Linked DNA regions of Mus musculus: all the other regions are linked to region 1. A link is a contact called in public HiCAR-type, HiChIP or PLAC-seq and promoter capture Hi-C data. All regions are on one chromosome and are shown on one strand. Each heading gives the region's core, a stretch centred on a gene start, on an enhancer-like site or on the middle of the called end of the contact. The rest is flanking DNA. Distances are from core to core; before and after follow the strand shown. Region 1 holds the start of 9530059O14Rik (RIKEN cDNA 9530059O14 gene). Region 2 holds the start of Vipr1 (vasoactive intestinal peptide receptor 1). Region 3 overlaps Gm39463 (a long non-coding RNA gene). Region 4 holds the start of Tmem158 (transmembrane protein 158).

Evidence for each region. Promoter capture Hi-C pulls out the DNA fragments that hold promoters and counts their contacts. HiCAR-type assays count read pairs that join an accessible place to other places. HiChIP or PLAC-seq counts read pairs in DNA pulled down with a chosen protein or histone mark.
Region 2: a contact with region 1 is called in an H3K4me3 HiChIP or PLAC-seq map of embryonic stem cells, with 9 times the contacts expected there. The contact joins the promoter of Vipr1 here to the promoter of 9530059O14Rik in region 1. A contact is called at or near these places in 2 of 39 promoter capture datasets (embryonic stem cells and liver), 2 of 484 Hi-C or Micro-C datasets (both in embryonic stem cells) and 2 of 115 datasets of contacts at active chromatin or transcription factors (both in embryonic stem cells).
Region 3: a contact with region 1 is called in a HiCAR-type map of astrocytes, with 2.8 times the contacts expected there. The contact joins the enhancer-like site here to the promoter of 9530059O14Rik in region 1. A contact is called at or near these places in 4 of 39 promoter capture datasets (cranial neural crest, embryonic stem cells, hippocampal neurons and 1 more), 1 of 484 Hi-C or Micro-C datasets (cortical neurons) and 2 of 115 datasets of contacts at active chromatin or transcription factors (astrocytes and forebrain).
Region 4: a contact with region 1 is called in a promoter capture Hi-C map of liver, with 3 times the contacts expected there. The contact joins the promoter of Tmem158 here to the promoter of 9530059O14Rik in region 1. A contact is called at or near these places in 5 of 39 promoter capture datasets (the C10 cell line, embryonic stem cells, hippocampal neurons and 1 more) and 3 of 484 Hi-C or Micro-C datasets (all in embryonic stem cells).

Annotation. Positions count from the first base shown.
Region 1 is chr9:122,569,543-122,574,848 of GRCm38.p6, forward strand. 9530059O14Rik (RIKEN cDNA 9530059O14 gene) reads left to right here and starts at 2,959. Exons shown (of 2, transcript NR_015610.2): 1 at 2,959-3,222.
Region 2 is chr9:121,639,948-121,644,917 of GRCm38.p6, forward strand. Vipr1 (vasoactive intestinal peptide receptor 1) reads left to right here and starts at 2,769. Exons shown (of 13, transcript NM_011703.4): 1 at 2,769-2,979. The coding sequence starts at 2,902. It also overlaps a transcript of Lyzl4 not described here.
Region 3 is chr9:122,015,639-122,020,548 of GRCm38.p6, forward strand. Gm39463 (a long non-coding RNA gene) reads left to right here. Exons shown (of 2, transcript XR_871388.3): 2 at 1-795. Among named protein-coding and RNA genes, the nearest start is that of Pomgnt2, 22 kb to the left of the region's middle. Within about 2 kb of position 3,238, at least 82 of the 459 cell types and tissues checked have an H3K27ac peak or open chromatin away from gene starts, as enhancers often do. A contact at or near this core is called in astrocytes, where this site is marked.
Region 4 is chr9:123,257,839-123,262,954 of GRCm38.p6, forward strand. Tmem158 (transmembrane protein 158) reads right to left here and starts at 2,951. Exons shown (of 1, transcript NM_001002267.2): 1 at 1,219-2,951. The coding sequence starts at 2,707. The coding sequence ends at 1,847.

The DNA.
Region 1 (5,306 bases), core at 1,709-4,208:
TCGTGGGTTCCCCGCAACGGCTGCGCCCAGCCCTGGGCAGCCACGCGCGCCTAGTGGGGGTGCAGCAGAGTGCGCTGGGGACGAAGATGGTGGGCGGGCGTGAGGTGAACAGCCAACAGGGGTGGGGGTGGGGTGGAACGGCAGAAAGCATGAGAAGGTAGCGGTCCCACTGTTGCAGCAACCCTGCGGTAGGCGGGAACGAGACGACAGGATCAATGTGGTGCCTGCCAGGCGCACAGCGGACCGGACAGGCAGGCCTTGGTCCGCTCTAGTAATGAGCAGAGGGGAGACTGCCGACTCAGAATCTTACTGGTGCTGGCCAGTGTGCAGGGATTTAGCCACAGGAACTTGGAGGAAGGAAAGAGAGGGGGACCGTGCCTGGCCTATAGAAGGGGATGATGACGCTTAGCGCAGCTCTTGAGGACATGCCTGCAGACAGGGAGCCTCCGAAATCCTTTTCACCCTGGGACCCCAAACCTGCCATTTGTCCCATTCCACCACGCCCTCTTCGTAGCTTCCCAAGATTGACCCGTCGATACTTCCAGATCCCTTTTAGATTGAAAATCAGGTCAGATTCTGCACTTTATCAACATGCCCCACCCCTGTCGCCATTAAGCAGCTTCTCACAACCCTGAGGTGTGGTCACTCCGAAGGCACAGTTCCACAGACCTCTGACCGCGCCGCAGGAGGACGCTGAAAGCAAATGCTCTGCAGCGACTTGTCCTGTTCAATATCATCCCCATTCATCCCGGCTGTTGTGTGTTTTCTCAACAGGGCGTGACCCTGTAGACAAGCAGGGCTCGAAGTCAGGGACCTACCCCAATTCAGACACTGTCGCGAACACTCCCTACACTACAAGGCGTGTCAGTCTCTGCATCAGCCACTCTGGGCTGCCTCTCTCAATGGTACTCAAGGGTCGGACACGTGAAAGTCCAGGATCTGATACCACACATCTCCAGCTGTGCCGGACCCAACGTGTGTGTGTGTGTGTGTGTGTGTGTGTGTGTGTGTGTGTGTTGCATTTAACTCCACCATCATTCCCAGATATGCAACATAAAGCATTGAAGGGAGAGGGAGGCAAAAACAAAAAAATTAGGATCTACAGTTTCAAGTTCAAAATCACAACCTTGAGACTCTGAAGGAGTATTCACCTCCTTCCTGTCTAGGCTACCGGATATCATATCTTTGAATACACGCCAGACCCTCAGGAATTATCTCTTCGGGCGATGCCACAAGTGAGCAGTATTCTCTCAACTTCCCAGATCCTTGCTAAAAAGGTGTGTGTGTGTGTGTGTGTGTGTGTGTGTGTGTGTGTGTGTGTGTGTAGTGGATTATTTTCCCCCTTTTATATATAGTGTAGTTTTGAGAAGGGCAGCGAGGCATCTGCTTGGAAAATAATATACTTCTTAATTTGACAGGCCCCTCTCTCCCATGGTAGCTTTTCGGAGTCCTCCAAAGTTCTGTCTAGCGTTGGTGCCCGAAGCTTTGCATGCAGTTAAGCTTCCTACTAAGCAAACCTGCTGGACATTTGTCCTGTGCCCAGGGAAGCACACAAGTGTCATGAAGGGGTTGGGGAAAGACCCTCTGGGTTAAGGGAGGCGTTGCTTCGCGGGTAGAGGTTGAGAGGGAAGTTGGAGTGCAATGGGACCATTAAGTCCCACCTTCTTCCCCCATCTGTGCTTTGGACTATGCGGTTTCTGCCTTGGCCAAAAACCGCATCCACGTCCAAATACAGTACAAAACTCTCTTGGACAGAAGTTAGAAAGAAGCCAGTGTAGAGAGAGACAGTTTGCTTCTAATAATCTCATAAGAATGCCCACAGTATGGCCCAAGTGGCGAGCAGATTCACGGTCCCCATGTGCTGCTGGGGTTGTCGCAGACGCGTCCACGGGCGTCGCAGCGGACGTGACACCGCATTTTCTCTGAATTCCTGCCATCTAGGATGGTGCAACCAAGGGAGGGGGTCATGGGGAAGCAGAGTGCAAGGCTGCAGAATCCGTTCTCTGCAGAGAACTGGAGCGAGCATGGAACAGCGCAACTCCGAGGGCGTTCACATTCGAGAGAAAAGCAACGCCCGGTCGTGGGTGGTTAATTGCCGGCTTCCCACAACCATGAGGCACGTCCCTGGCGGCGTCACTACCTTATGTTTTAATTTGACCTTTATTGGATCTTTGCTCCCCTGGGCTGAGGACTGGACTTGCACTCAGAAGACCACTGCCCTCTCTGGGGAGGGTGGGCCTTCTACTGCGGTTCCCTTCTCCTGAGGGAGCCTGTTCGAGTTCAGAACCTTGTAGACCTTGGAGTTATCAGGCATTCCCGGGCGTGGTCTAGTCGTGGGTTGCGGGGTTTTCTAGCCTTGGAACTGGGCGGTGTCTGCAATGCATCGCATCGCCTTAAGCTGTTCTCGGGTACTCACTCTCGCCGGTGCGCAGAAAGAGACAGAGAGGGGAGGGGTCACGCTTGACTATGAAGTGCCGGTGGGGTCTATTCAGAGTGTCAGTGTGTGTGTGTGGGGGGGGGGGGGGCTGCAGCAGAGGAGGGAGGGTTCTACTGCCAAGGGCAGGGCGGAGGACTGTGAAGGCCGGTTGGTAGTGTGAATGCCTTCCCAGGTTCAGCTGCGGTGATCACCCGGCACTGCAGCTAAAGGAGCTGGTTGCACCTTGCGTGCTCCCCCGCCTTCCCTGTGTTCCCCGGCTTTTCCGGGAGGAAAGATGGGGTGCCCATAGCGGGTGGGGCGCGCCGGCTGCCCAGTCGGGCGGTCACGTGTCCCCCTCCCCCTCCTACTGCAGCGGGAGTTCCAATCAGAGCGCGCCAGGGGGCTCCTCCCGGGCAGGAACCACCGGGCTCCGCGGCGCGGGGTGGGCCGCCATCACCTGACCGCCCGCCCCCGCCCCCCGCGAGTAAGGGGCGGTGGTAGCGTCTGCTCGGTTACAAATGGCCCCTCCCGCCCCGCTCGCCCGCTCGCTCGAGCTCGGCGCGGACCCGCCCGGGAGCGCTCCTCGCAGCAGCTGCCCGGGTTCCCACCGCCCTACCGGGCGCGAGCGATCAGACTACCTCGGAGGGCGCGCTCAGACACCCAGATGTCCGGCCACCTCAGTGGGTACCCTCGGCACCCTGTGATCCGACCACCCGCGGAGGCGCGCTAGCCCTCTGGGTGGGCGTGCTGGGCTTCTCTGCGGCGGAAGTCTGGACCACAGATTGTGACTTCTTTTCTAGCAGTAGGTGAGTGCCCAGCGGGAGCGCAGGCATGGGATGCCCTCCTACTGTGTGGGAACCCCGGGATCCTCTAGGGCACAGGAGGTTTGGTGTAATGACTAAGTCAAGCTTGCAGAACAAGTCCGAAGTCACTCGCCTTCTGGGCCTCTTTTTCGAGTTTCCCCAGTCCCTGGTTTGGGAAAGCGCTTTGATTTGAGGAATTCTTGTCTTGAGATACTTGACAAAGGTTGAAAAGACACTCAGATAGGAGCCGGGAGCTCTAGCTAGCTGGCGCAGGCTGGGTACACCCGGCGTGTTTGAATGTGGGGGGCGGGGGCCCTTTTGAGAATCAGCCCTGGGTAGGGCTAGGGCGAAGCCTCTGCGTTGGTCCCGTCACTCTGTCCCCAAAAGCCACTTGAAATGCCAAGGAGAGAAGAAACAGTGGCTGTAGATGTTGCTAACCAGCTAACCCCCTCCGTTTCTGATCTACCCCTGTGCTGCAGGTTATTCTGCCAAGGATGTGTGAGACTTGGAAGCGCCTAGGATACACCATTTTTACTTTATGACTTTTTGGCAGAAAATATGCGTTAAAGTGTTGAATTACGAGGGAAGATGGAGAAAATAACTTAATTCGCGTTTTTGTAAAGTTTTTGTTTTAAATGCAAGGCAGTAGAGATGTAGGTATTTGAGTCATATTTTGCGACTATACTTTTGGCTTTATGGTCCATATGTTCCTTATAACCTTTCAAACAAAACCCTAGGGAAAAAAATAGAAATAAATAAAAACCAAGGTGTGTGTGTGTGTGAGAGAGAGAGAGAGAGAGAGAGAGAGAGAGAGAGAACACAGGACTTCTGGGGAACAGAAGACAACCTCCTTTGATGAGTACAGTGATGGCCAATTTAATTTGTCATGTGCCACTGAAGGGGATGTCAAGCTGATAACATGCAGACTGGAGAGAAAATGAAGTAGGAGTTGCCCCTAGAGGAAGAAATAAGCCCTGATCCAATTACGCTGGGGAGAGAGCTGAAGGCTAGCCCTTCTGCACTGGAGCTGAGTCTTCTCAGTGGAGGTGGAAGGGTGCAGTTTGGGATACAAGCTCTGAATTCAGACACCCAGCAGCATAAAGGTGTGTGTGTGTGTGTGTGTGTGTGTGTGTGTGTGTGTGAGAGAGAGAGAGAGAGAGAGAGAGAGAGAGAGAGAGAGAGAATGGGTGTGTCCAAAGACAGCTCTTACCCATTTACTCTAGCTGCACTTGCTGAAGGGTTGAGAGGTGTGCTGACTCATAAGGCTGCCAGCAGAGCTTAGCACAGTTAGATTTCACTTCTAGACCTTAACCACATTATATATATATATATATATATATATATATATATATATATATATTATAAATATATATAATATATATATATATATATTCATTCTTATCAGTCTCCTCCCTAGGAGATTTTCCTTGGGCTTTTAGATTCACCCCCTTCATTTTGATAACCACCATCTGCACTGGTGCACACATCTCATTTGGCCTGACACAAAGGTTTTCATCTCCCTTGTAACATTAGAAACAGTGACAGTCTTAACCACCCCATTATGTTCAAGGTATTTGTGGAGAATATTGGAAAACCAGAATGTGAACAATTCAGTTTTCTGAACAGCAGAGAATCTCTTTGCCATTACACTGCAAGACCAGGGAGCCCCACCCTTCTTCTGAGTGTCTGCATGACACCAGGGAAGGAACCCTGCAATTGCAGCAGTGCAGGGCGAGGCAGCATCGGGCTCTGTGATGCCTGTGCTCATGTGCACTAATGTTGGAGAGGGGCTTCGACTCCTGTGCAGCCTTCAAAACCTAATATTACTCCACTTCACCTGTCAGCTTCGCAAACCAGTATTTGTAATAACTCTGAGAGGCTGATTTTGTTGGAGAAGACAGAGTGAGAACTGCTTCTAAACTTTAAGGTCGGGGAGGCTGAAAGACACGTCGAGAACAAACATCAAAGGCGTTGGATCTCCTGATAAGATTTCTTAATAAAAATAAGGGTTTGGGTTTTTAGTGTCTTTTTGTTTGTTTGTTTTTTAATGAGGTTTTCAGGTAATATACAGAATAAGCCAGCATGTG
Region 2 (4,970 bases), core at 1,519-4,018, 930 kb before region 1:
GATTGGATGAGTAACGGCAGATTCTTTCTGCCGAGCGAGCTTGTTGTCACGGGGAATGGCAAGTGACTGTCTCCCCTTCCCCCGCTTCATCCGCTGCACCCCTGTGGTTCTGGCAACTAGAATCTGAGCCAGAATCTGGGAGCAGGTTGCAGGGATCCGGTAAAGATCAGGCTAGCACAGGACTCAAGCGAGAACAGCTTCAGAAATGGGGGCAGACCGTGGCTCCGGCTCTCCTGCGACTGTTCCAGCATAGATTTGTGAGGCAAAGGCAGGTGATGTGGGAATCCCTTCTCAGGATATGGTGGGGAAGGTAACTACAAACACCACCACCAGCACCCGCTCCTTCAGCCTTGGAGATCTCCGTCTGCTTCAGGTGCTTTCTCTTAAACCTCAGGTACCTGCTCCCTCCACCTCGGATGTCTGTTCCCTCAGTCTCAGTTATACCTGCTTCCCAAGCCTCATGAAGCCCATCTTCCCCCATCTCTTCAGAAGTCCCTTCTCTCCTGAAGCCTTCCCTATTACCTAGGTAAACAACAGTAGCCTCCTCCTCAGATTCCACAAGGCTCCCCCAGGAGTAGGTGCATGGTTGACCTCCCAGTGTCTCAGAACAGAGACTTTAAGAGGCAGCAGGAAATAAGCTGGGTTGCATTTTTAAGGTTGTTTTTGCTGTTTTCCTGCTCCTTTTGTTTTTTGAGCGTGTCTTGTGTCCTTTGATGGTAAAGAAGGATGGGTCCCCAGGGAACAACCAGAAAGAACTGAGAGTAGCTTTCACAGAGAATTGGAAGAGAAAGCTATTCTCCCCAAGACATCTTCCTCTCCTGGGGGTCAGGCCGGGAAGACACCAGGGGATCCTGCCGATGTTCTCAGCTGTAGCCTAGCACCAGCCTTCCAACCTCCAGCCCAAGAAGGATCAGCGTGGACAGGGCAGCCATCACCACTGGTGGCCTCTACCTCCCATCTATTCACCTGCCTGGTGAAGGTCACATAGCAAAATGGAGTCTGGCTTCCCACTTCCTTCCCGGTACCCAAAACCCTCCATCCACCCCCACCCCCATGCCCAGATCTCTGTCCACAGAGAACACGGAAATGCTAACAGGACCATGAGGTGAAGCACCGTAGCATTTTGCTCAGGCTGGTCTGAAATCCACAGGAATCCTCCTCCCGAAGCATACAGAGCAGTGGGATCACAGGCACGTGCCACCCCGCCCCATATCAGCATTCTGCAGCTGCCTAGGTGACATATGGGGGTGGGCAGGGTTGAGAGCCAAAGCTCACATCTGGGACTTGAGCATACCACCTCAAGAGCTGGTAAGACCTCACTGCCCGGTTAAGAGGCCTAAGGCCTAAGAGGAGTGTGCCCATGGTCACAAGCGAGGCAAACCCCTATTCCTGCTCACAGTGACTCCCGAAATCCTAGCCCTGAAGCACTGAATGGCAACTACTAAACAGCTCCCTCTTCTGACACCCCATAACTGGAGAAAGGCCTGTGACAACTAGCCCATTCTCTATCCGGAAGCAGAAATTGCAGGGAGTGCCTCTTACCTCCTATGCCCTGGTGCGTAGTAGAGGCCTGGCTCAGGCTCAGGCTCAGGCTCAGGGGGAGAGAGAACAAGGGAAGTGCGGTAGACTAGGAAGGAGAGGAAGGAGGAAGGCCAGGGGTTTGCTTCCAGACTTTTCTGTAACCGACCTCAAGGCCACGCCCACAGCGTTAGTTTCCCACGTTGCAGGTTGGGAAGGCTGGAGAATCCTCGGGAAATTCCCGCGCTCCTGCTGGCCAGAAAGCGCCCGGAGAGCGACTTCCTTCAAATGGATCGCACACCCTACTTCGCGCAGGGACACGCGGCCCTCTGCAACTCCGCCCCTCCTCCCACCTTCTATCCCACCGCGCCATCAGCCCCCCACATCACCTTCTCACCATGATCACTCGAGCTCTTGGAAAGTCATCTGCACGGGTTCCCTAAGACGTAGCGCGAAGGGCTCTGAGTCGGTAACCCCGCGCCCCACGCTAGCACCGAATAATCCGAGCCCTAAAGACAAGCTTCGGAGGGAGAGCAGCCTCAGATCACCCGCTACCGGCCCGCCCGATCTTGGAGACACAGCGCGGGACACTGGCACCCTGATCCTAGTCCCTGGGGACTCCGGGAAGACCGGTCTGTGGGCAGCCTGGGCCCAAGAAAGGGTACAGGCTTTGGTCCCCGCGCGGGGGCGCTGGAACATTGACTTCTCGTCCCTCACGAGCTGCGCCGGCCAAGTCGTGTCCAGCTCTGAGTGCACCCTGCCCTGGGCGGCCAAGAGGAACCCCCAGTTGGGACTCCCCGACCCCGGCTGCGCCCCCTCGGCTTCTCCCTTGTCGCAGATGGTTCCAACAGCGTGATCCGCTGGACCCCATCGGAGGCCAGCCTTCAGCCCTGGAAAGCTGTGGCCCTTCTAGTCCAAGAATTTGGGCTGCAAGCCGACGTGGAAACCGGGGAGCCGGCAGCTAAACTCCCTGGAGCCGAAGACTGGAGGAGCTCACTGCCAGGGGCCGAGGGCGCAGCCGGGGTTGAGAGAGAAAGGTGCGGGCGCGGGGAACACTGGGCGGTGTTGAGCCCAGCGTCCCCGCATCGGAGAGCCGAGAGGATGCTCGCTAGCTAGCAGCTCCCGACGACGCGCACCTCTAGCGGGACTCTGTGCTCACGCCCCCGGGGGCCCCGGCTCCGCCCCCTACCTGCGCCGAGGTACCGCCTCCGCCGTGCCATTGGCTAACCCCGCCGCCCGTCAGACGAGCCCCCGCCGCCCTCCCCTAGCCTGGAGCTGTGCCTCATAGCGCCCGGGCCGCTGGCCCGCGCCACTCTCCCGCGCTGCGTTAGCCACAGACCCCGTAGGCGCTCTCGGCTGCCTGCCGCGGGCTCAGGGCGGACCATGCGCCCTCCGAGCCTACCGCCTGCCCGCTGGCTCTGCGTGCTGGCAGGAGCCCTCGCCTGCGCCCTCGGACCCGCGGTGAGTGTGTGCCCCTCCACCCAGATCCCACGGATGGGGGAACTGCGGGGGCAGCGTATCCGGGACCATCTGGCCATCGGGGGGCAGCAGGAGCGCGGTTCTCGTCTTCTCTCTTCTGTAGCCCAGAGGCGTGGGAGCTCGGTAGCGGCGGGTCCCTCTTAGCTCATCTTAGAGCGCTCACCGCGAAGTGATCCCAATCAGCGATGAAGAGGTTGGGGGCGAGAGGGAGCCCCAGACTTGCCTTGCGATGAGTGCCTGTGGGGGTACGTGGGGAGGAGAACTGTGGGTGGCACGATCGAGTGAGATGGGAGATCCTGTAGACTGTCGGGTGGGAAGGAGGCTGTGTCTGGAAGCCTCTCTGGGTATTTTGAGAACTTGTGCGATGAAGACAGCACAGCATCAGACCTTAGTGCCTGTACCCTGGGGAGGGGTCCTTGGGATCTGGTGAGAATTTCATTCTGTGCTCTTTATCCTCTAACTATAGGCTGATGGTGGGCAGGTAAAAGCATGTATTGGGAAAAGCAGGGGGGCTTGCTCTACCTTAGACCTCGGCTTCCTCCCACACAGACATGTGTGTGGGTGTGCTCCTGTGGCTGTGACAGACTCACCAGGGTCATGGGGCAGACACCTGGTCACCTCCTCTGAGACTAAGAAAGACCTCAAGACTCAGAGACCCCCTAAACCCATTTTACAGAAGGGCAAAATGAGGCCACAGGAGCCACACCTGTCCCTGCCAGCCACACTTGGACAGAGGTGATCTTCCCTTCCCTTGCTCTAGGTCTGTGGAGCTGTTGCTTCAAGATTGTCTTTTCCTTAGTGGATTCTGGTCTGGAACAAGTGGGCTGCCTGGAGGAAGTGGGGAATCTTGGTCGGTCACCTTAGTGCAGTCTATCCCGTGGTCCCTCCCTAATCACAACCTTTCCCAGGGCAGGGATCAGGACATGAATCTGTTTCCTCCTAGCTGGTGTCTGGCACACCCTGCTCTGGAAAATCTCACCACCCCCCCAACCCCTTCCGGAGAAGGTGCTGCTCTCTGAGAATTGGACAGTGTTGCCCCCTTCCTCCTGTTTACAGCCCCTCCCCACACTCCAAGCTTCATCAGACTCTGGCCCTCAGTGTCACAGACCACACTAGCAGCCCTCCAACTTCCCCAACTCTGTGTCCTGGCTACTCCATTTTGGATAAGCCAGGGGTTTTTGGACCACTGGAGGCCTCTGGCCCCAGGTACCATCCATCTAGAAACAGATTGAGCCCAGTCCCTCCAATTCCATCTTCCTACTTCTTATTTGGAGGTGCCAACTCTAGCTCCTCCTCCAGGGAGCCTTCCCTGGTTGCCTCTGATCTTTCCACTCCAACCCCATCTTCAGTTCCACTAGCCTCCCAGCCTCGGCTGCCCTCTTGGTCCACAAAATGAGGGGAAGGGACTTAGCCTGGACTGGAGGGGGACCCCAGCCCCTGCTCTCCTCTCCCTGGAATGGAGGGGGACCCCAGCCCCTGCTCTTCTCTCCCTGGACTGGAGGGGGATCCCAGCCCCTGCTCTTCTCTCCCTGGACTGGAGGGGACCCCAGCCCCTGCTCTTCTCTCTCTGGACTGGAGGGGACCCCAGCCCCTGCTCTCCTCTCTCTGGACTGGAGGGGGACCCCAGCCCCTGCTCTCCTCTCCCTGGACTGGAGGGGGACCCCAGCCCCTGCTCTCCTCTCCCTGGACTGGAGGGAGACCCCAGCCCCTGCTCTCCTCTCCCTGGACTGGAGGGGGACCCCAGCCCCTGCTCTTCTCTCTCTGGACTGGAGGGGGACCCCAACCCCTGCTCTCCTCTCCCTGGACTGGAGGGGGACCCCAGCCCCTGCTCTTCTCTCCCTGGACTGGAGGGGACCCCAGCCCCTGCTCTTCTCTCTCTGGACTGGAGGGGGACCCCAGCCCCTGCTCTCCTCTCCCTGTCCTCAGTTGCTCCCTCCTGGAACGGACACCCAGTGTTCCTGCTGCAGCCGGAC
Region 3 (4,910 bases), core at 1,988-4,487, 550 kb before region 1:
GCTCTGTAAGTACAGCATTGGCGCAATGGAATGACCATTAGCTGTGTGCTGTGTGAAGGGCCAAGCAATGGAGGCCACGAGTATGGAGATTGGCTGGAAGACGGAGTGAGGCAAGGGACACATTTATTGAAAGAAAGAATAACTGATGAGCATCGTCAGGTCTCCAAGACAGCCGTGAAATCCGGGAGAGAGGCAATGACGACTCACTCACTAGGCTCTCTGCTCTTTCCTTCCTTCCTGCTAGGCTGGCGAGAGAGATGGTCATGTGACTGACTTCCAGCCAATGATATAGGGCAACATTTTGAATGCCTGCTCCATTGTGTAACCCCTTCCCTGTTCTCCCCTTAACTCAAGGACAATGCTTACAGTGACATTGGAAACTACAGGGCAAACACGAAACCTGTAAAATCAGCTTGGGGTCGCTGCCATACTGTTGGGGACCCGAGGACTGTGTGTCTCTTCCTATGGGAGCCAAAGGAGCAGACGCCTGTGGTCCGAGACCGCCCGCCATTGCCTTGAAAAGAAGGTGTAGGTTGTGTCTGACGCTCCCCTCTTCAGACAGCGTGGGACCTCAGAAGTCAAACTCAGGGCAGGGAACTTTTATCTTCTCACACTTGAAATCCCAGGTCTGGAAGCTTGTGAGGCCGGTGTCATGAGGCTGGCAATCCCTGTGCAGTGATGTAGCCTCGGGCTTTTCTACCAACGCCCCAGTTCTTGAAAAAAATGACCGAGTATTACTTGTGAATAAACGTCTAAGAAAGCGTGGACTTATTCCTCCACTGCTGTGTAACTTAATTAACCCGTTTATTCTATTCTATGAGTGCCACATGGCTTGTCACCTACCTCTTCTTAGCTTCACGTATCTGTGGCACTTCCTTCTTTGAGTGCTCCAAGGTCAATGAGAAGGATTTGAACTCTCTTCCTAGAGCTACTGCGAGCCCTCAACATGGCTGGGTCCTCCTGCAGGCCATTGATAACACATTGCCTGAGGAAGCCAAGTTGTTTTCTAGGTAGGAGGCCTCCCAGTGCCGTCTCTTAGTCAAAGCTTACACAAGACACAGAATCCTCTACTCTGCTTTGTGCCCAGATTTGCAAGAGGAGAGGGGATGTTAAAAAAAATATTTGACTCGCACCTATAATCCCATACTCAGGAGGTGGAGGCAGGAGGGTTATGAGTCCAATCCAGTCTGGGCTCATAGTCAGAACCATCTCAAAAGCAATCAGATTCAAACAAACAAACAAACAAAACAAACCCTCTCACCTTTGTGCATTTGCTTTGCCAGTGCCCACAGGAATATTAATGCCACTTCTAGGCTCACCTTCAAAGTAAAACTCTCTGACTTTTGGGATTATTTAGTCCTCATATTTTTAAAAATAACAAGTATTTTCCAAGTTTAATTTTTTCCCCTCTCCTCACCAATTTACTTACTGTCATGGCCTGCCACTCCCTGTAAATGTCCAACAGATGCTAGAGAAGGTTTGGAAATAATTCAAGATTCTTTGGCCTTTGTTAGATAAAGTGTGTGTGTGTGTGTGTGTGTGTGTGTGTGTGTGTGTGTGTGTTTATAAAACCTGCTACTTAGAATGAGGAGTCACAGAACAGTGCCGTTCAGGAAACATAGGTTGACCCTGATCATGAAGTCCTTACAAAGGGATGGCACACACAGGACCAAAGGCACAGGAGTTGTGCCTCTGGGACTCTGCTTCCTTCTCTGCTTGTTTGAGGTTGCACGGGCTTTCTGCTTATTTGAGGTTGCACTAGTTAATTTTTGACAACTTGACACAAACTAGAGTCACCTGGGAAGAAGGAACTTTGTTGAGGAATTGCCTCCATCAAAGGCAGGTGCCTTTGGCTTGTCTGTGGGCAATTTCTTGATTGCTAGTTGGGGTGAGAGGGTCCAGCACAGTGGGCAGTGCCATCCCTATGCAGTTAGGTCTGGGCTGTGTGAAAAGCAGCCGAGAAATCCATAGAGAGCAAGCCAGTAAGCAATCATTTCTCCATGGGCCCTGCTTCAATTTCTTCCCTGGTCTGGTGGACTGGATATAACCTGTAAGGCAAACAAACCCTTTTCCCTCCTGTTTACTTTTTATCCATATTTTATCCCAGCAACAAAAAGCAAACTGGGACAGAAATTGGTATCAGAGAGTGGGGTATCGTCGTGATAGGCCATTTCAGAGCCTTGGGCTAGGGGAGGCCACTGAGAGCTCAAATCTTCATGAGCTTATGGAGGAAGTCAGTACACAGCATCCCCTGTGGTCTCCGCTTCAGGTCCTGCCCTGAGCGCCTGGCTTCCTGATGACACGTTAGCTGGGATTGTAAGATGGAATAAACATTTTTCTCTCCTTTTCAAGTTTCTTTCCAAAATCAAGTTGATTTTGGTCAGTGTTTTATAACAGCCACAGAAAGCAAACTAGGACATAAGCTTTCTGATTCTTTTACATGCTATGCTCTTCCATCACAAATAACAGCGTATTAAGATTCACGAAGGTAAGTCGGGAAAGAACCAATACCAGGCAAGAGCTGTGGGATGCTGGGTGCTTGACAAGAGGAGCTTAAGACGACCTCAGCAAAGTCAGCTGGATCCCTTCCCTGCCCAGAGCCCTTCTGTTGCTGTGTCCTCTGACCTTTGGGTGACATTACCAGCCTCCCCTCTAACCTCTAACCTCTAACCTCTAACCTCTAACCTCTAACCTCTAACCTCTAACCTCTAACCTCTAACCTCTGTTCTGAGTTTCACTCTCTGGGCTGCTTCTCAGCAAAGCATACTCTGGAAACTCCTCTTGTGGGGTTTTTATGGAAGGAGCCTACGCTGCTTCCAGAATTCCTCCAAGGACTCAGCCCCAGTTGCTCACAGTGGCTGTTCTTTTAATATCATGTCTCCCCTCTTCTTCCTTTTTTTCCCCTCCGGTTCCCTTCTTCTTTTCCTTCTCTCCTCTCCCCTCCCCTCCCCTCCCTTCCCTTCCCTTTTCTTCTTTTTCTCTCCCTCTCCTCCCCTTCCTTCTCTCCCTTCCTTCCCCCTTTCTCTTCCCTCCCCTCCCCTTCCCTTTCTCTCTTCCCCTTCCCCTTCTCCTCTCTTTCCCTCCCCTCCCTCCCCCTCCTCTCCCTTCCTTTCCCTTCCCTTCTTCATTTTTCCCAGGGAAAAACCTTGCAGGATTTTCTTTCCTGGGTCCATGATTGTCTAAACCTGACTGTGCACTATTGTAGTGAGAGGACACTTCCCTCTGGGTCCTGACAGGGGGCAGCATTTAGTTTCCTATCAGAACGAGTTGCATTCCTAGACTTGTATGTGATTCCAGCTCAAAATAAAGAAAAACATTGAAATGAGGGGTTTAATTCCCGAGAGGGACTGGAAGGCTGTGTCAGCGTTTCCATGGTGAGGGCTGTCTTCTGGGGATTTACCTTCCAGCTGTGAGAATCTGCTTTATGCTAGACTTTAAGCCTTTGGCTGCTTAAAGGCTCTATATTATTAAAGAGTCCACTTTTGACTAAGTTGAAACTGTGACTCTGTAAAGCCGACTCAGAATGTTCTCCCCTCTGCCCCTTGCCCCATTGGCTGCTGGCCACGCTCCTTGCCAAGCAGCGTGGAGACTTGGCAGAGGTGCGGCATCTGGCTCTCCTGCTGTGTGTGGTCTGAGAAGGGCTGCACTGAGGAAGAGAACCTTGGCTCTTTTGTACTGTTAAAATGACACCTCCATGGGTCCCACCCGAGTCTATCTGTAGGTGTTTCTCCATGCACAGTCACTCACTGACCCCAGGTCTTAGAATCACAGAGGAGAAGGGCAAGTGTCAGCCTGCGATGCCTCCGTGAGTATCAGAAGAAAGCCAGGTTGAGATGTTTTGTGTGAATTCCTTCTTGCAGCAAGAGCCGGTATAGTGCGAGGAAGAGAAAGGGGATCTGTCTCATCAACCAAAAGAGAGAGCAAAGCAGGCTCACTTTGAGCCGTCAGCGTCAAACACATCAAAGTCATCTCTGCTTGGTTTTAAATAAGAACACATTTGCAGACACTTTGGCATATCCTTTATTTTAAACAGAGTTACAGAGGTGGATGGAAGCCCCTCACGATAGAAGGAAGACGCTGAGAGCAGAGAGCCAACATCTGTGTTGGTGCGGAACCTGACTGGGTTCCGAGTGTCAGAAAGCACCATGGGGATTCATAACCATCTCAACTCAAGGTCTGGGGACCCATTGTCCTCTCCTGACCTGTGCGTGGACCAGGCATGACAGCAGCGCACATACATACACATGGGCAAAACACATACAAATTAAAATTTAATATAAAAATCTAATAACATTATTAGAAATAATATTTATAAAGTTACATGGGAAAACATTGATACAAACAAGGTTGGCCAAAAATTTATGATGAAGAAAAAGCTTTGACATCATCTGGGGATCTAAAAAGTCATGATTTGCAGAAAGGTGCCATGCCTCTGTATGTGAGTGTGTGTGTGTGTGTGTCTGTGTGTGTGTAAGAAAGAGAGAGAGAGAGAAAGAGTGTGTGTGTGAATGAATGTGTGTATGTGTATATGAGTGTGTATAAGAGTGTGAATGTGAGTGTGTGTATTTGTGTGTGAGTATGAGTGTGTCTGTGAGTGAGTGAGTAAGTGAGTGAGTGTATGTGTGTAAGCCATATGTTTCTATGAAACTTTTCACAAGCAAAAGGGGAAAGCTTAAGCAAAAGACACACCTCAGGCCACACAGAGCCTCTGGACAACTATAAAGGACCTGCGGGCTCACCACACTCAAAGCAATCACTGTCTCATTAGCTGACAGCTGAGTGGAGCCAGCAGAATCTCCTGTGGCCTTCACTACAGGAAGTACAGACTACCTCAGTAATCTACTGGGGCCACAAGACACAGACAGCAGCAGCAGCCACAAAATCAGCAGTAGCAATAAGAAGCCCTAGAA
Region 4 (5,116 bases), core at 1,701-4,200, 690 kb after region 1:
CTTGATAGAGGCCTCAAGATAAACAGAGATGCCATGCAGCTAAAGATTCCCTTCTGCAAACACACAGCACATCACAAACTTGAAATACACCTGAATCCCTTAGGGAGTTTTACCTTTCTGGATTCCCACTTCTGTGGCCTTAAGTGAGTCCATCTCCAGTTTGATGCTGATGCTGCGGGCCCGTATTTTGAGAACTATGGCTCTAGAGCAAGTTTAATGTTTCAAAAGCAGGTATGAATGAGATGGAGCAAAGGAATACATCTTTATTTTATTTTGACAGGGTCTCATTATGTAATCCAGGGCAGCCTTCAACTGCGGTCAGATTCCCTAGTACTGGAATTACAGTACTTAAATGCCTTAAATTTACTTTTGTGTTAAGCTGAGAAAGATCTTTGCTCTGCAGATAACTCAAAGAATCTGAATCTACCACGTAGCAGACAGGTTCTACCACAGAAACACAGAGTTACAGCTATTGGTTACCTTTTACCAAGAACTTGTTAATGCTAAATAAACATCTCAGAATTTGATACTAGCATTTGAAACATGCCACCTGCTTAACTTACCAAACAGAATGTAATCTATGTCTTACAATCAGCCATTTTCAGGTCTGGGAAGATGGCTCAGTAAAAGTGCCCGGTACTTAAGCAGGAGGACCTGAGTTCAGATCTCCAACATGCATGTGAAAAGCCAATCTTAGTGGTGTATGCTTATAATCTCGGTACTGGGGAGACAGGGACAGGAGGACGCTGGCCAGCCAGTCTAGCTGAATCTACCTGCTTGGTGTTTAGAGACAGACCAAGATAAAAACTAAGGTGGAGAGTAACTGGAGAAGGCACTTGACTCTGACTCCCCCACACAAATGCATTCAGGAGTGAGTGGGCACACACAAGAACATGTATATATACTGTATATTCACCACACCTACCGAGGTGGTTCTGTGAAAGACACTTGGCTCACAGAACTATTTATTGATTTTCCTGGGGCACCATGTGAAAACAAACTATGCCAAGCGCTGTGAACCTGTGCTCTGTAGAAAGGACGTACGTGTCTGGGGCCCAGTGAACTGATTAGCAATCCCCATCGGAACCATTCTGAAAGCGATTTCACCTGTCTCAGCCAGGAAGACAGATGGCGCCCCTCTTTTCAGGAATTTCTTCATGATTCATTTGCGTCTTGGATCCCTCTCCCAAAAGCAAATAAAGGAAACATACACATTTCTGGAGGAAAATGTCTGTATTAAAAGCCAGAAAACCACATTAATACAAGAAGAAACGCCCACCAGGCCATGTCACTGAATAGATCGACTTGGAAAAGATTCATAAAGTTCTTTTGTAAGCAATTACAATAAATCCGTGTCAAATCTTCCCTCGTCCCCCCCTTTAAAAAAACAAACAAGAAGCTTCAAATACAACTACATTCAGATACAAAGAGCTCCTGTTACCACAGCTTTAGCAGTTGAATCTTTTTGTTTTGTATTTTTTTTTACTAAAACTTTCATTTAAAACAGTTATTAAATATATAAAACAAATACACAGGATCTGGTCACTTTCTGCCATAAATAAAGGGCATGTGGGCGCAGGGAGGGGGTGCCGCAGGGGAAAGAGCCGGTTTCCCTTGTGTCCTCGAGCCACGCGTGGATCCCACCCTTCAGCCCGAGAGCTTGCCCCTGCTCTTCCGAACCAGAACCTCAGCACAAACCCCACTTTCCCACCTCATTTGTGCCTCTCTGCGGTCCCCTCCCGGGAAAAGGATGAACAATAAGGACAGCACGAAGCGCACCTGCCCCGTCTCCGGTGAGGAAGGCGCGTGCGAGCGCTTACACAGCGCGGACGCGGGGCGGAGGGGGTCACTTAGGAGCCACCCCCGAGGTGACAGCCGCGGCAGCAGCAGCAGCAGCTGCAGCAGCGGCGGCGGCAGCGGCGGTAGTCCCCGCGGGTACGGCTGCAGGAGCGGCCGCGGGGGCGCCGGCGGTGGTCCGGCGCTGCTCCATGCCGTTGGGCAGGAAGCCGGCAATGATGGGCACCGGCCAGATGAGGGCGGCCACGCTCCACACCACGATGACCAGGGTCATGAAGCAGGCCACCAGCGTAGACTCGATGGGCTTGCGGTTCAGCCGCCAGCCCGGCTCGCCCTGCAGCTCCTCCAGGCTGAAGTCCAGGCAGCAGAAGTGACGAGGCTCGCCCTGCAGCCACAGCGGCCCCGGCTCGGCCGCCGGGTAGGCAGGCAGCGCGGTGGGAGCCCCGGCGGGAGCCCGCAGGCGGCCGCGCACCCAGCCGCAGCCCACGCACAGGCGCAGGTCTTGCTGCGCGCCGCCCGCCGCCAGCCCCAGATGCTCGATGAGCAGTGGTGGCCCGACGCGGTGGAAGGCGGCGGCGAAGAAGGCGCGGCCGTGCGCGTTGGTAGAGAAGAGCAGCAGGTCGCACTGCAAGCCCCGCGGGCGGCCCCAGCGCACGAGCAGCGAGCTCAGCATCTGTCGTTGCACGCTGATGTTGCAGGGCGCCGCCGGAGCCTCCTCTGGGCCCGCGCGCTCTGGGGGCGCCGATGCCGCCGATGCCAGCAGACGCGGGGTGGAGTGTTCGTTGGTGAAGGACGCATTGGCCGAGGCGTTTGGGGGCGTCCCTGCAAGGCCGGGCGCATCCGTGGCCCCGCCGTGCGCCGGCGGCAGCTGGCAGGCGGCGGCCAGTAGCGCGGCGAGAAGGGGCAGCATGGCCTGTGGCGAGCGCCTACGCGCGCGGGGCAGGCGGCGGCTGCATGGCGCGCAGGCGACCGTCCGGTGAGGGAACCGCGGGGCCTGGAAGGCCGAGGCGGAACTCTGCCAGTGTATTGGGACGACACCGGCTCACGGGCCGCGATGGCCTCTTCAGACTCCGCTCGTCGAGGTTCCGCTGCCCCCAGAGCTGGGGCCCTTGGACGGCCAGGAGGCTCTGCTGGCTCGCGGCGAAACGAGAGAGGATTCCCCTGCTCGGCTCCGCCTTCCGCGCGCCCCGCCCCCGGCTCACCGGGTGCGGGGAATTGGGAGGGCGGGGCTCCACTCGCAGGGGCGGGAACTGAAGACCTGAGCGACAGGGCGGTGCGTGGAGGCGGAGCGAGGGGACCCCCGAGGGCGGGAAGCCCAGAGCGAGTCCCGGAGCCCAGACAGTCCCTCTGTCACGCCCCCAGGAGAGCTAATCAGTACCTCCTTTCTGCTTAGGAGAAACTAAGAAGGGAGAAAGTCTCCGGGCTACCTCAGGAGCCAGAGACAGGACTCTTGTACCTTTCTGCTGAGTTCAGAAATTCAGATCTGGAGTCTGGCTGGTTTTAATGTGTCTTCACCACAATAGATACATATGGGTTTTTTTGTTGTTGTTGTTGTTTTGTTTTTTGTTTTGTTTTTGTTTCGTTGTTTTGTTTTACAGGAAGAGAACTCATAAAAAAATCCTCAAAATTCTGAAGTTTTGGTGTTGGTTGGGGCAATGGGAATGCAAATCCCACAGGTCGGATGCTTGAGGACACCTGCAGTCTAGTGTGCACATAGACACAAAAAATTTGTATGTTAGAGTCCATGAATATCAGTCTTCCGGGATGTATATTGTGGAGAGGTGGAGTTGTCAAGAGTAATTTAATAGGATACAATTTATATTAAGAAGCCTACCTGAGTCCTGAGCTTGATGGTACAAGTCTGTAATCCCAAGTGAGAATCCAGAGTCCAAGTTCCTTGGAGAGGCCAGCCTGGGCTACCTGAAAACCTGTCTCAAATAAACAAAATCCAGTACTAAGGTGGTGAGGAGAATTATGAGTTTGAGGACAGCCTGGGCTACACAGAAAGATGCTTTCTGTAAAGAACAAAAAACGTTCTTGGGAAGAAGAGGCAGCTCAGTTGGAAGGGTGCTTTCCTAGTGTCCTAGCAAGCCCAGGGTTCAATCCCCATCACAAAAAGGAGCAAACTGCACTTCCCTTGTTTTCTGGCCTCACACTTGGAAACTAATGTCAACTGACCCCTAAAATGGCTTGAAACAGTTGTGCTCTGTAAATCTAAGAGTGACCCTCCCTCTAAGCCAGCTAAGCTTTCCCAAGGGCCTGTGAAGGACAGGATGACAGCCATTGCTGGGTACAAAGTGCTAAATATATTTCTCTAAATAGTTCTCTCTCTCTCTTTCATTCTTTCTCCTGCTCTTTCTTTTGAGTCAAGGTTTCACTTCGTAGCTTTAGCTGTCCTGGAACTTATTATGTAGACCAGACCGGCCTCAAACTCTCAGAGATCCACTTGCCCCTGCTTCTTGAGTTCTGGGACTAAAGCCATGTACCACTAAACCCATCTTCTAAGTTGTTTTCTAACAAATAGTAACATTGGAATGAGGGAGAGACACAGGTAGACAGAGAGAAAGTGGGGAGAGAGAGAAGGGAGAGAGAGAGCCTTATAAACAGAATTCCCCAAAGTACCAAGTCTTCTCTGTTGGTCTTGGTTCCCTGAGTGACAGCCGGGCGGCTGGCACCCACCCTGCATGGGACTGTGTTATGTTAATGGAGCTTGCAGTCCAGCATCTACCCCACCTTCTCAGTGCTGGCCAGTTGGTTATCTATTCCTGCAAATCCAGCCCAGTGTGACTGGATTCTTGGTCTCTGTAAAAAAGGTTGATGTCCCTGAGGCACAGGACACACATCTATCTATCTATCTATCTATCTATCTATCTATCTATCTATCTATCTACTTTTGTGTTCCCAGATGGGACAATGTGCAGTTTCATGTTCTTATTTAAAATGACTTATCCTTTTAAGGAACAAAATATACTACCTGGTGTGGCAGCCTTGTTTAAATATGAGCCTACTTCAAAACAGGGATATCATGTGATCCCTAGGGCTTAAAGGGGCCTAGTTGTCAAGGATTGAGTCTTGAGTCAGGTCTCTATCCATGACAGCAGGTGACATTTTCTGGAACTTTAGGCAGGAACATGCTGAGCTTCTTAGGGGTTCCCTTACTGTGTCTGTACAATGGAGGTGGGGGTGGGGATGGGGGTGGGGGAAACTTGGAAGGGAAAATGACAGACTTGTTTGCAGTTGCGTATGATGGCATGCAACTGTAACAGCACTTAGAAAATTGAGGGAGGATCAGGAGTTCAAAGCCAGCTTGACATAGTTC